Regions from separate parts of the Mus musculus genome. Here regions 1 and 2 are each linked to region 3. Evidence: chromatin contacts called from public ChIA-PET and promoter capture Hi-C data. All regions are on one chromosome and are shown on one strand. Each heading gives the region's core, a stretch centred on a gene start, on an enhancer-like site or on the middle of the called end of the contact. The rest is flanking DNA. Distances are from core to core; before and after follow the strand shown.

The links. Promoter capture Hi-C pulls out the DNA fragments that hold promoters and counts their contacts. ChIA-PET counts read pairs in DNA pulled down with a chosen protein or histone mark.
Region 1: a promoter capture Hi-C map of hematopoietic stem and progenitor cells shows a contact between it and region 3, with 2.7 times the contacts expected there. The contact joins the promoter of Mtmr11 here to the enhancer-like site in region 3. A contact is called at or near these places in 7 of 39 promoter capture datasets (the C10 cell line, cranial neural crest, embryonic stem cells and 3 more), 1 of 484 Hi-C or Micro-C datasets (cranial neural crest), 4 of 115 datasets of contacts at active chromatin or transcription factors (the 230-238 cell line, bone marrow-derived macrophages and embryonic stem cells) and 4 of 9 other capture datasets (adipose tissue, embryonic stem cells, liver and 1 more).
Region 2: a contact with region 3 is called in an RNA polymerase II ChIA-PET map of memory CD8 T cells, with 256 read pairs. The contact joins the promoter of Bola1 here to the enhancer-like site in region 3. A contact is called at or near these places in 1 of 39 promoter capture datasets (the C10 cell line), 1 of 484 Hi-C or Micro-C datasets (bone marrow-derived macrophages), 1 of 115 datasets of contacts at active chromatin or transcription factors (memory CD8 T cells) and 3 of 9 other capture datasets (embryonic stem cells, liver and pancreatic islet).

What each region holds. Positions count from the first base shown.
Region 1 is chr3:96,160,360-96,164,286 of GRCm38.p6, reverse strand. Mtmr11 (myotubularin related protein 11) reads right to left here and starts at 2,317. Exons shown (of 17, transcript NM_181409.3): 1 at 2,029-2,317; 2 at 1,568-1,658; 3 at 1,074-1,195; 4 at 759-819; 5 at 477-619; 6 at 1-39. The coding sequence starts at 2,094. Otud7b (OTU domain containing 7B) reads right to left here. Exons shown (of 12, transcript NM_001025614.1): 12 at 3,158-3,927.
Region 2 is chr3:96,195,095-96,199,298 of GRCm38.p6, reverse strand. Bola1 (bolA-like 1 (E. coli)) reads left to right here and starts at 1,713. Exons shown (of 2, transcript NM_026975.2): 1 at 1,713-1,749; 2 at 2,020-2,711. The coding sequence starts at 2,023. The coding sequence ends at 2,436. It overlaps Sv2a (synaptic vesicle glycoprotein 2 a), which reads right to left. Exons shown (of 13, transcript NM_022030.3): 13 at 4,116-4,204.
Region 3 is chr3:96,029,400-96,033,965 of GRCm38.p6, reverse strand. Vps45 (vacuolar protein sorting 45) reads left to right here. Exons shown (of 15, transcript NM_013841.3): 11 at 143-301; 12 at 1,080-1,187; 13 at 2,839-2,960. Among named protein-coding and RNA genes, the nearest start is that of Vps45, 27 kb to the left of the region's middle. Within about 2 kb of position 1,830, at least 81 of the 459 cell types and tissues checked have an H3K27ac peak or open chromatin away from gene starts, as enhancers often do. A contact at or near this core is called in the 230-238 cell line, adipose tissue, bone marrow-derived macrophages and 2 more, where this site is marked.

The sequences.
Region 1 (3,927 bases), core at 1,068-3,567, 130 kb before region 3:
ACTGCTCTGAGCTCTGGCTTGAATGATGGCCATGGTTACCTGGGGAGGAGAGCATATCCTATCCTTTAGCCTCAGACTGAAGATGTAAAAAGGTTGAAATAGAGCATGTGTTTCTCTACCTTTACCACCAATATTGAAGAGCAGCTAAAACGGACGATAGAGAAGGGGACCTCCACAAGTGGTAGGTGCTGTGGCCAAAGGAACAAATCTAAAACCACAGACTCATAGAATATTAAGTTGGGAATTAATTAGGACTATTATCCAACTCTCCCCATTTTGCAGAGGTAAAAACCCATAGTTAACTGCTGCTCATAACTAACAGAGCCAGACTATAGAGTTCAGGCTCCTCCCCCTCATGAGACTGTCACTCTTCTCCTTAAGTGGAGTGGCGTGGGAAAAGGTGAGAGACCCTGGCGCATGGAGGGTACCCTGAGGTTTCTAGGTGAGAAGGGTTTTTCTAGGTAAAGGGTTCTTACCTGGAAGGCCTGAGGTGCCAGCCCTCCAGCCTCAAAACCAACTCGAAGCAGCCGGAAGTCCCGGCCATGAAGCAGAAGCTCTTCAGGAATGAACTTAAGCTGAGACCCAGGACGGAGAAGCTGCACTCTTGACAAGCCGCTCACTGAAGTCGAGGGTTAGCGTAGAGTGACCGTGGGATCTTCTGGGAGCATTTCCTCCACTCCACCCTGCCCCAGCCCTCAGTCTTCTGAGAACAGAAGGTAGAGACTCAAATGCCCCTTTTACCAAACCCTCAAACTTACCAGCCTCTAATCGACCAATGTTGATCAAGGCAAAATCATTTTCACTACTCAGAGGAGTATCCTAAAGGAAGCACAAGACTGATGCTACAGACATGACAGCCATCCCTGTCTTGCCTTGCTGCCTCCGCCCCTCCCCCGTAGAAGGCAGCTTCCATAGAAATAATTCTACCATTTACTGATACATTCACAAGAAAAACAGAGCATTGCTATGTAGCCTAGGTTAGCCTGGAACTCTCATGGTCTTCCATCTCAACGCCCCACCCCCCAACTGCTGGGACACCGCACCAAGCTTTTCTATTACACTAATCACCTCACCTGCTTTCGCTGCCATCCACAAGGCTGGAAGGTTACCCTAAAGTTAGTGCAGATCAGAGTTCCAGGCAGGTCTAGTCCTGGCCCTTTCCTTCGTCCTGGTGCCCATGCTAGGATATGCTCCCCTAAAAGGGAGAAAGAGAAGCAAAGGTCTAACTATCCCCAATGCTGCCCCACACTTCTATGTGGCTACTCGTCTATCCTTAGATGTAAAATTGAAGGAAAAGAATAGACTTTTTTTTTTAACTTCTAAAACCCTGCATAGAACGTGGCACATATACACTCACTGGTCTTTGGATAGTTAATAAGAAAAGTGGTAGCCGGGGTGAGAAAGCAGAATGAACAATGTCCAGGCCTTCCACAAGCTCTGAGGAAGGAGGCAGGAGAATGAGTCTCAGAAACACTTCGAGGAAAGGAATAGGGAGTATCTTTGGTGAAAACAAAAAAGGATGGGGTAGGAAGACTTTTAAAGGAATCTAGAGAGGTCATTTTATTACCTGGGAGACAACCAGAGGCCAGGCAGCTGCCAAGCTGATGACTGCTGGGCTCCGGCATCCTGTTCCCTGGGTTAGACTTCGGTCCAGAGAGCTGAGCAGGGGAGAGAGTTAATCTGGGACCCCCTAAACTCAGAATCTGGGATTTCTCCAGTAGCTGCCTTTGGAGACCCGCATTGAGTTCATTTGTTCGGGTTCTTCCCCCCCCCCCCCCCCCCCTTCTCTGCTCTGCTCTCCTCTCCTCTCAGGGAAATTGAGATCACTGACTGCGGCTGGCAGACAAGACAAGGAGGGGCTGGTTAATGGATAATGAGACAACTCGAGACTGAAAAAGGCAGACGAGCTCCATAACAGTTGATAAAACAGATACACCCTCCTCCTCTGAATCCTTTCCTTCCCCTTTAATTTCCACAGCATCCCATTCACACTCTCTTGTTAGCTACCCTCCCATTCCTTTTCCTTACCCCCATCTCTGGCTCCTCCTTCTGGGGGGCAATGTTGAAACTCTGGCCCCGGCCCCCCCACCACATTTCCCTGGCTCCATCCGGGAGTAGAGCAGCTAAGGGTGGGAGTCCTCAAAGATGCTGGCTCTTTTTGGGGAGAGGCTAAATCCTAGAGGTGGGGAGAAAGAGGCTGGGGAGGACGCAGCGGTAGCGGCATTTCGGATACCAGGAGCACAGTTCCAGGGGTCTTATTTGAAAGGTGTGTCCTGCCCAGACAGGGGAGGCTCTTTGGAAACTTCGGTGACTCTAAGAGAACAGGCAAGATGCCCAGCCCCTTAAAGGAGAATACGCAATTTTTTTTTTCAAAGTAGAAAGGAAATGGAGGAGCTTAAGAAAGATGGGAGGAATGGGGGAACTGGGGATACCCAGATTCCCTTAACCCACATCCACATTTTAGTCTCTTTCTGTTCGTGAATATTAGTGGGTGTGACGAGGGGAGCAGTAGTTAAATGAAAACATTTTGGGCTAGCTCTCTATACTTTTTCAATGAGAGATGAAACACTAGGAAACTCAGTTATTTTGGTTTCGTTTATTCATGGGTTTTGTGATTTTGTTCATTTTCAGCCTCCTCTGACAACCTAACGGGTTGAGAAGGGGACATAAAGGGAACTGAACCTTGTGTCCTTTTCTGGAGAGCGTGACAGGCCCAGGGGCAGAATGGAGTGGACGGAAATTGGTGTGTCTGGGATGCAGACACAGCACAGGTATTTTGGTGTGCAAATCTCGGCAGTGGGGCGGGAGCTAGAAAACCCAGAAAAAGATCGTGGTATATCTAAACCAGCCTTTGCGCCCGGCGAGCGCACCTCCCCACTCCCGCAGCCACCTATTCCTATGGAAAGCCCAGCCCCAGGTACATGACTCCGCCCCTCCAACCCAGTCACCAGATCTCCTAATGAATGATTCATGTTCTGGACTTTGAAAGCTAAGGACTGGAAAACTCTTTTCAGCTCCAGGATCACATTTCCCCCTCCTTCCCTGCTGAATTTAAAAAGCAAAGATGGGGCTGTAGGGCACTGAACAGAGATGCTAAGGAGGGCAGCTTGAGGGCAGCATGTTTCAACACGGAGAAGACAGGAAATGAAATACAAAATAGGTGTTAATGAGCTGCTGTTTTATTGTTTTTGAGTCTGTACAGAGGCAGCAATCCTTAGGTGGGGGCCGTGACATTCAACACTCCCTTCCCCACAGCACACATCCTTCCAGCCTCAGCTTCCAAAGTTCTCTTTGTTGGCTGCAACTGTGGAAATAGTGAACTAGCATGAGCAGAGACTGGAACAAACAGGTATGTACTTGCTAGCAAGCTGGTCTAGACGCCTGATTGTAGAAGTCCTAAAGACTGCTGGTCACCACCACCCCACCACACACCTCAATGCTTCTGGAATAAAGTATGTAGTAAGGAACAGCTTAGGAACAGGTGTGCCAAAATCCCATGACCTACTTTTCTTCTCCCCACCACTTTCCTCCGAAAGCCTCATTCTGTTCTTTAATATCTTGAGGTATGGGAACAGCAGAATATAGAGGGAATGGTCAGGACGGAGAGAAGTGATGTGATCATCGCCTAACCAGAAGCACAAAGGGGCTGCAGTTGAGGATTAGGTTAACAGGAAGACTCTCACCACCTGCAGCACAAATGCAGATAGATGTCCACTGGATGGAAAGGGGATAGAGAGGCAAGGAGCTGTGTCAGATTTTTCCATTTTCAGACCCTCGCTCTGGTTATAGGTTTGTGCCAGGAGCAAGGGCTGCTGGGAGGGGTAGCTGGAGGAGGAAGGTGGAGCTGAGTGACTCACAGGATGAATCACAGATCCAGTTATAAACACAGAAAGAGGCCAAGGTCCTTCCCACCCCACTGCTTAGACA
Region 2 (4,204 bases), core at 464-2,963, 170 kb before region 3:
CCCAAAGACAAGGCTGCTGTTGGGTCCCAAAGAAGCCAGGGACAAATAGGTAACTATGGTTTCTATTACACCAAAGTACACGCTGGCAGCAGAACTCGTTATCTATGGCTTTCCTTAGCTCTTTTCACCCTATCTCCAAACTGCTCCAGCTCAGGGCTTCCCTTCCCTTCTCCAGCTTCTGACTCCTATACTATATAACCCAGCCATTTTGGCCATGAGCTTTCTTGGTTCTCTTGACTCTGGCTCTGGCTCTGGTTCTCTCTCTCTCTCTCTCTCTCTCTCTCTCTCTCTCTCTCTCTCTCTCTCTCTCTCTCTCTCTCTCTCTCTCTCCATCTCTCACTCTCCCTCCCCTCCTCTCCCTTCATAGCCCTGTTCAGTCTGCTGTTTAGCTTGCTCTATTTTCTTCCTGCACTAGACCCTTCCAGATGCCTCTGGCTGTGTTCTCCCTCACACACAGAGTAGGAACTGCCTCAGCCATTCCTTGGAGTGGTCATGTGTTGTGTCCGGCCAGCAGACCACAACCTGGGTTCTAGCCTGGAAAGGCATTTTGGAAACCTGGAAGAGAAGAGGGGCTAGGTGGCGAGAGAAAAGAATGTAGCCAAGACAGTTACTCTGATCAAGGCTCAAATTTTATTGTTGCGACACTAGTTATGAAGGAAGGGGGAGGGGACCCGATTCCCGCGGAATAATCTCTGGTCCAGTAGAAAGGTGCACGTGTGTGGCTCCGCAGGTTCCAGCAGTGGGCGTGGCAGAACGAATGAGCAGGAAGCTCCACCCCTGAGCAAGCAGGTTTCAGGCTAGGGGAGGGGAGACTGCAGTCATGTGCTGATTTCATTCAGTTACCACATCCTGACCAAATGAGGTGAGAAAGTGGTCTTCTTGTTTCTCCTACACTGCTCTAAGAAGTCTCTTGTCATTTCTTTGGTCCTCACGTGTAGGTAATATGCTTACAGTAAACTGTGTGTATTTCCACCACACACTTGACACACGGTATCACAATGAACATTATGACTATTTCTCTAGTGCTTTGTAAACTCTGAGAGCAGGGCTGTCTTTATTCTATCTCTCTCAGGAACAAAGGAATCTCCGAAAGGAACAAAGCTGGGGTCCTACACAGAAGCGCGCGGGGGCAAGGCAAGTTAGTGCAGCTCTTAGGGAACTGTGTGACGATCTTCATTTTCCTTCTCACTGGAATTCTCTGTTTGGGGCAGGACAGATTATCTTGGGAAGAAAACTGTCCCAGCAGACATTCCCCTCTGAATTGAGCAAGGTCCGCTGTAATCTCATAAGAATCTGTTTTTGCTATGGAAGCACTCTATCAATAACCCAGGACAGTAATCCCAGCAGGTAGGAGGTAGAGGCAGGAGGATCAGGAAATAATGGACATTTCTAGAGTGGTAAAGGCCAACCTGGGCTACATGAGACTTCTTTTTTTATTAATTACATACAAATGACTTAAGCTATTTGGGTTATAGATCAAGAAGCTACAAATCTGGTGCAACCATCTTAAATTTACAGGAAACACTTTTGTTTTTATTGCTCTAATTTCCCGACTTTGCAGGATTTTACCGGTCGGGAGAAGCAGGGACTACAATTCCCATAAAACCTCTGGGTACTGGGTAACGCCTGCCAGACGCAACCGGACTGCGTTTCCTAGCGAGCCTCCTGACGCGGCGTTTGCGTGGTCCGACCGGAAATTCGGTTGTTAGATCAAGCGGTGGTACAGCAGGCTGCGCAGCAAGTACAAAGGTACCACCCTAGGGTTCGGAGAGACGATAGGGCTCTGACTCAGCCAAAAGGACCAAGTTGTACATTTTCCATTTTTCAGCTCCCAGCCATGCTTTCCCAGTGCCCTTAGTGCCTAGCGCTCTGGCCGCTCAATCGCCTTTGTCTCTCCGCTACCGGCGTAGAAGCCGCGTTAACCCGCCACGCAGAGTAGAGGCGGTTCCAGGGTGTGCTTGTCTGGGGTGCGTGGGCAGGGTGTGTGGACTCAGTCCCGTGTCCTTCGTTTCTCCGCAGCGAATGCTAAGTGCGCGATCGGCCCAGTGCATGGTCTCCATGGCCACGCGCTCGTGTGTATCGCGGGGCAGCGCGGGATCTGCGGCTGCAGGACCAGTGGAAGCCGCTATTCGCGCCAAATTGGAGCAAGCCCTGAGCCCCGAGGTACTGGAGCTGCGCAACGAGAGCGGTGGCCACGCAGTCCCAGCAGGCAGCGAGACGCATTTTCGCGTGGCGGTGGTGAGCTCTCGTTTCGAGGGGATGAGCCCCTTGCAACGGCACCGGTTGGTCCACGAGGCACTGTCGGAGGAGCTGGCTGGACCGGTACATGCCCTGGCCATCCAGGCGAAGACCCCCGCCCAGTGGAGAGAAAACCCACAGTTGGACATTAGTCCCCCCTGCCTAGGTGGGAGCAAGAAAACTCGAGGGACCTCTTAATAAATACCTGGATTGGGAGAACGATCCGAATGGGTCGACTGAGAATAAACTACTACATCACTACTACCTTATTCCTTGATTTGTACGGACCAGGAGCTCTGCCTTTTCTGCTAATGAACACCATGCAGAGGCAAAGACACCTCTGGTGAAAGCTAAGCTAGCCCAGGGAGAGAGCAGCCACTCCCTCCCTCTTGCCCTTGCCTGGGCTAGACTAGAGAAAGGTCCTGATGAATCGGAAAGGGCCATGATAATAAAAGAGAAGCTGGTGCATGAGGTCAAACGGTGCTCTTAATACCTGTTAAATTGGAGCTACACATCATTAGTGCATATGGGGGCTGGGGGAGGTTGCATAACACCACTGCGCACTTGGGTGTCAGAGAGTAATTTTCGGAGTTACTCCTCCCCCAGTTGCATGGTTCTGGAATTGAACTCAGAGAGGCCATCAGGTTTACACAGCTGTTAGGTCCCTACAGACGTTCTTATGAGAAGAAAATTACCTGTAGGCTAGAGAAGGGATTTGTGAGGAAGTGAACTATCTGGGTTTTGCAAGGATACCAAAATTAACCCGGAAAAGAGGGAATTCCTGCATTTGAAGCAGGAAAAGAACCGAAATAAACATTGGCTAGGTTTGGGGAATGGAGATGGCTCAGTGGTTAAGAGTACTGACTGCTCTTCCGAAAGTCCTGAGTTCAGTTCCCAGCAATCATATGGTGGCTCACAACAATCCGTGATGAGATGTGGCGCCCCCTTCTGGAGTGTCAGAAGACAGCTACCATGTACTTACATATAATACACCTTTAATAATTACACACACCTTTAATTCCAGCATTAGGAGCAGAAAAGAAAAAAGAGAAATGTAGCGCAGCGTGGACTTGAGGCAGGAGAATCGAGGACAAGCTGCAGGTAGCAGGGATTCCCAAAAGAAATTGCTTAAAACTGGGGGGCCAGAGAAGTGGTGGAACACTTTCTGCTCTCCAGAGGATCCAGAGTTGATTCCCAGCACCCACTTGGTGACTCACGAAGGACTGGAACTCCAGTTGCAAGGGATCTAATGCCCTCTTCTGGCCTTGGTGGGTACCAGGCACATGGTGCATATATACATATGCAGGCAAAATGCTCATGCAAATAAAATATGTTTATGTCGATTTTTGCAAGAATAACAAGGGCTCTTAACCGTCTAGAGCCAGAATAAGTAAATGTTTTTAAATAAACAAAATGTAGGTTTGAGGTACCCCATTCCATGTTGATAAGAGAAGGAATTGTTTCTCCAACACTAGTTTATCTTCCCCAGATAGTCAGTATGGGAGAATGAATGAAGAAGCCAGGAGCAGACACAGCCACTTTGGGTTTTAAGGGTTCGAACCCTTTATTTTTCAGCAGTATTTTTCATTTCATTTTTTTTTTCACATCAATGGAGTCAGGTTTAGGGTTCCCCAGGAGACAGGAAGGTGGATGTGTATCCCCTGGGGATGCAGTAAGGGAGAAGGCTACGTCCAGCCACGGAATGGTGAAAGAAGGGTCGCACATTCACACACTGGGCACTGGAGGAGAAGGCAGTCCTTTGAGCACAGACACTAGAGTTAAACAGTCACCACCTGGTTCAGTTACAAAATCGGAATGGCCTTAGGGTTGAGGGCACCAGACGTAGCGTACGGAGGGTGAATTTAGATTTTTTTTTCTTTTTGTGGTTAGTTTAACTTCCTTTTAACTTTTTTTTTTTTTAACATTTTACAAACAGCTAAAAACTACAACACGTCACAGCTACGTT
Region 3 (4,566 bases), core at 581-3,080:
AGTCCTTCCACTAAATAAGAAGCAATTGCCATTCTGTAGTTGAAACATGATGGCGTGTGTGTCCGCTGAGCTGTGTCTCTACCACTCTTACACAGGAGGCCATTCAAGTGAAAGCACTAACATTGGTTCTGTCTTTCTTCAGAATGTGAAGAGACTCCTGCAGAATCCGAAAGTCACAGAATTTGATGCAGTTCGCCTGGTGATGCTTTATGCTCTACATTACGAGCGCCACAGCAGCAACAGCCTGCCAGGACTCATAGTGGACCTCAGGAGTAAAGGTGTTGCTGAGAAGTATCGGAAGGTAACCTGATGAGTGTGCTTATGTGTATTTTATTGTACTAGAGATGGTCTCACTCTGCAGCCCTAGGGAAACCTCACCCTTAGGTCCTCCTGACTCAGCCTCCCAGATGCTACGATTACTGCCATGTGCTTACTCTGTTGCTAAAATTCTTTCCCAGGGGGAGATTTAGGCAATGTCTACCCCCTCCTCCTATGATCCCAAGAACAAAACCAGTCATGGTTCTGCCACAGTTTATTGGAGTTCCTGACAAAGCACAGGTGAGGGGTGTGGGTGCTCCTCTCCCTGGGAAAGCCTTTACCCAGCAGGGATGCGTGCCCCCCCCAATCCTGCAGAGATAGTGTTCCCCTTCTCTAGTTCCCCCTCCCTGTGTCCCCTTCCTGAAGCCATATGCCATTAAGGCAGAGTTGCATACAACAGGTGGTTAGGAGCAGCTGGATAATCTGGTGGGTGGGGCACACGCAGTCACAGAGGCCCGCAGAGAGGAGTCTTTAGCAAGGGCACAGCTGAGCTCCCTAATGGCAGTTGCTTGGCTCAGAGAACACTCACTCACAGCATAGCACAAAACCCAATCCCAAATTTATATAGTAAGCCCAAACCACAGAAGCCACGTCTGTTATAGTCTCAGCCCCAACAAAAAATACATCATATACTGTTTATTTACAAGGTGCACAGTTCCGTCCTCTCGTGTCTTCATTGCCCTAATAAAGTTATTTTTTATGAAATGAGCTTCCTGATACCTAAGCAATAAAAAGTTGTTTCTTCTTTTTTTCTTTTATAGCTTGTGTCGGCAGTTGTTGAATATGGTGGTAAACGGGTTAGAGGAAGTGACCTCTTCAGTCCCAAAGATGCTGTGGCTATTACCAAGCAGTTTCTCAAAGGACTGAAGGTATAGCTTTAGTCTGAGTGTGGCTGATATGATTCTAACAGTATATTCTGAATTGTAGAGCTATGTCCGCCCAGTGAATCCACAAAGGACAATTTCTTGAAACGCTGCCTCTGTGCTGTAGTGTGCCTGCACTGCCAGGGAGCCGAGCGGGACTGATGCAGTGACGGGTCACTTCCAGGAAGTGTGCACAGTTCTGCCAGTCACAGCTCTTTTTCCCGTGTTTGTAATTTAAACTGTATTAAGCTAGTGCTTGCGCTCACTCTCTCTCTCTCTCTCTCTCTCTCTCTCTCTCTCTCTGTGTGTGTGTGTGTGTGTGTGTGTGTGTGTGTGTTGGTGGTTTGTGGTTTTTCTGTTTTTTGGTTGGTTGGTTGGTTTTGTTTTTGAGGAGTCTCATGTAGGGCAGGCTGGTTTCAAACTCACTATGTAGCCAAGGATGACCTTGAATTTGTCCAGCTCCCAAGTTCTGGGTATACACCACTACAGCAAGTTTATGCTGTGCTGGGAATAGAATTCAAGGGTCTATGCATGATAAACAAAGTCTGCCAACTGAGCTGCACCTCAAGCCCACAAGCTTCTCTTTGAAGGAAATTCAAGAGAAAGCACAACCATCCGTTGCTGGGAAGTCAGTCACACAGACAGAGGACAACAATAAGTGTGGCTCACTTTCTCCACTCACTAGTGAAGTCTTGGCCACAGTTAAGATGGTCTTTCCATGTGAGGTAACATAATCAAGGCAATTCCTTACAGGCATGCCTAGAAGTCCATGGACCAGGTAATTCTAGAGTCTGCCAGGCTGACAGTGCCTTCACGGGGCTCTCGTAGGCCAGCTTTTTACTTGGTAGGAAGCTTTTCTGACGGCCCCCCCGTGTTCGTGGGGTGGGGGGCACTGTACCAGCGGCACCGCTTCTCTGGCCCCTGGCCTGTTCTTAGCTTTCCATGAGTTTCCTGGTGTTCTTCTACCCTATGGCTTACCAACTCTGCTACAGGCCTTTCTTTTTGTTTCACAAAGAATGAGATTCAGACAAGATAAAAGATTCCAGATTTTTAAATTCCTTGAAAAGTTTATTGAAGCCATATTGAAAATAACTAGCCTTAATTTAGTACTTTTTTAAAAAATTAGTACTTTTGTAAGATTGGAACAATTCTGTCTAATTAAAATAATTTTTACATATTCTAAAGTTCTAGACTGGGGAGATGGTTCACTCAGTGAAGTGATTGCTGCTCAAACTGGAGTTTAGATCCCCATCAAATACATAAAAGTCAAATACAGTGGTGTGTAACTGTACCCCACAGTGCTGAAGTGTGTGCATAGAAGGGGGAGGGGACCCCCTCAAGCTCTCTGGCCAGCCAGTCTAACCAAACCTGAGAGCTCTGGGTTCAAGAATAGAGCCTGTCTCGGAGATGATGGTGAAGAGGCACTGAGGAGAGCAGCCAGTGCTGACCTCTGACGTCCATGTGCGTGCACACACATCCACACCTTTACTTACACACAGACACAAATGTCCTGTTGGGGTCTGTTTGATTTCTATCCAGTTCCAGTTTGATTCTATCCCATAAGGCTTCCATTGAGTATATGTTCCTTTTCTGATGTATCATTACTGTCATATTGCTAGCTTCCCCAAATAACATGAGAACCATTTCCATATTTTAGGGAGTGGAAAATGTGTATACACAGCACCAGCCTTTCCTGCATGAGACCCTGGATCATCTCATCAAAGGAAGGCTTAAGGAAAACCTCTATCCTTATTTAGGCCCCAGCACACTCAGAGACAGGTAAGGTAACAAAGATTAGAAATAAAAACTAGGATCACAGAACAAGCCAGAGAAACTGGAAGTGCCCAAGACATCCAGATCTTGGCCTTAGAGAAACAACCTGCCATGTAGGGACAGTGGGCACTACTAAGAGCTGGGTTCCGAAGTCCTGTGATTGTAAAAACATCTGAATTCTGCCAACTGACTTATGCTTAAGATGGGGTCCTGGACTTAGCCTGATTCTCAGTTGGTAAATCTGTGAGCAGTGAACTGAGATCTAATCTATGCATGAACTTGGGACCTACAGAAACTACAGATCTACAGACTGTGTGTCTTTACGTGTTACAAACTGTCCAGTCTTAATTATCAGAGTTCAAGCTTGGTCTGGCATTGCAGGCTGAACTCCTAGGTAGTGCAGCAACTGAAACAGTAGGATGGCAAATTCAAGGCCTGCTGAAGCTAGAGAGTGAGTTCAAGGCCAAAGCCTGGATGACTTAGACCCTGTTTCAGTTTTTAAACATGTGGGCAGAAGAGGGCTTTAAGGGGAAGGAGCTGAGAAATAACTTAGGGGCACTCTGCCTGCCTCCAGGCGTGGGCTCAGGGTTATTCTCCACACTCAAAAGAACTGAAGTCCATACTTAGTCTGAATGAAATACTCCTATGTCCACTGTTGAGAACACACAGCACAGGCATGCACCCCAAAAGCAGGTTTTTGAGACTGTAACAACCTGTGTAAGACTTTGCCTTCCACCAGACTCAAGACCAAAGCTAACCATTTACTAAAGGAAGATTTCAATTTATTTATGTCCTTTCTGAGAGGAGTTAACAAAAATTTTCTCCAAACTCTGACGATTTCTTTATTTCTAGCATACAAATATGCAGTCTTATTATTCTACCAACTTTCTGGTAATTTGTTATATAACAATAAAAATAAAAAAATAAAAAAAAGACAAAAACTAGAGGAGGCAGCAAAGATGCTCAGCAGGTAATGGTGCTTACCGCCAAGCCTAGCGGCCCGAGTTCCAGCTCCAGGATCTCCACGGTGAAGGAGCCAAGTCCTGAAGTTGTCCTCTGACCTACATACACTCCACGGTTCGGGTGCTCGCTCGCTCAAGCTCGCGCTCTCTCTCTCTCTCTCTCTCTCTCACACACACACACACACACACACACACTTTCACACACACAAACAAACAAATGAATGTAATGATACTAGGTGACAGTCACTGAGAAGCGGGTGTCAAGACCTGCTCCTGGTCACACTGAGATGCTGATCGCTGCCCCCTTGGCCATTTCAGGGTGAAGAGTCTTTTGGTGTTGCATGTGTCCGCCTTACATATGCGCCCCCTGCTAGTCCTGAATCATTTACTTGCTTTGGGTTAAAGAAGCAGGTGTTGTGGAGGGGCCCAGATCCTCTCCTATATTCTGTATTTTAGCAGCATATCAGTTTCCTTATGTGTTCTGTGGCATCTGTCTTTTGGCGTTTCCAACATTAATGCCCAAAATAAATTTGCTCTCTGACTGCCAGCCAGAACAGGTTATTACTGGTCTGGGTAGGATTGGACTTGGCCAAGTGTGGCCAGCACACCAGCTGAGAGACCTGATTAGCAGAGGCCATTTGTGTCCCAGG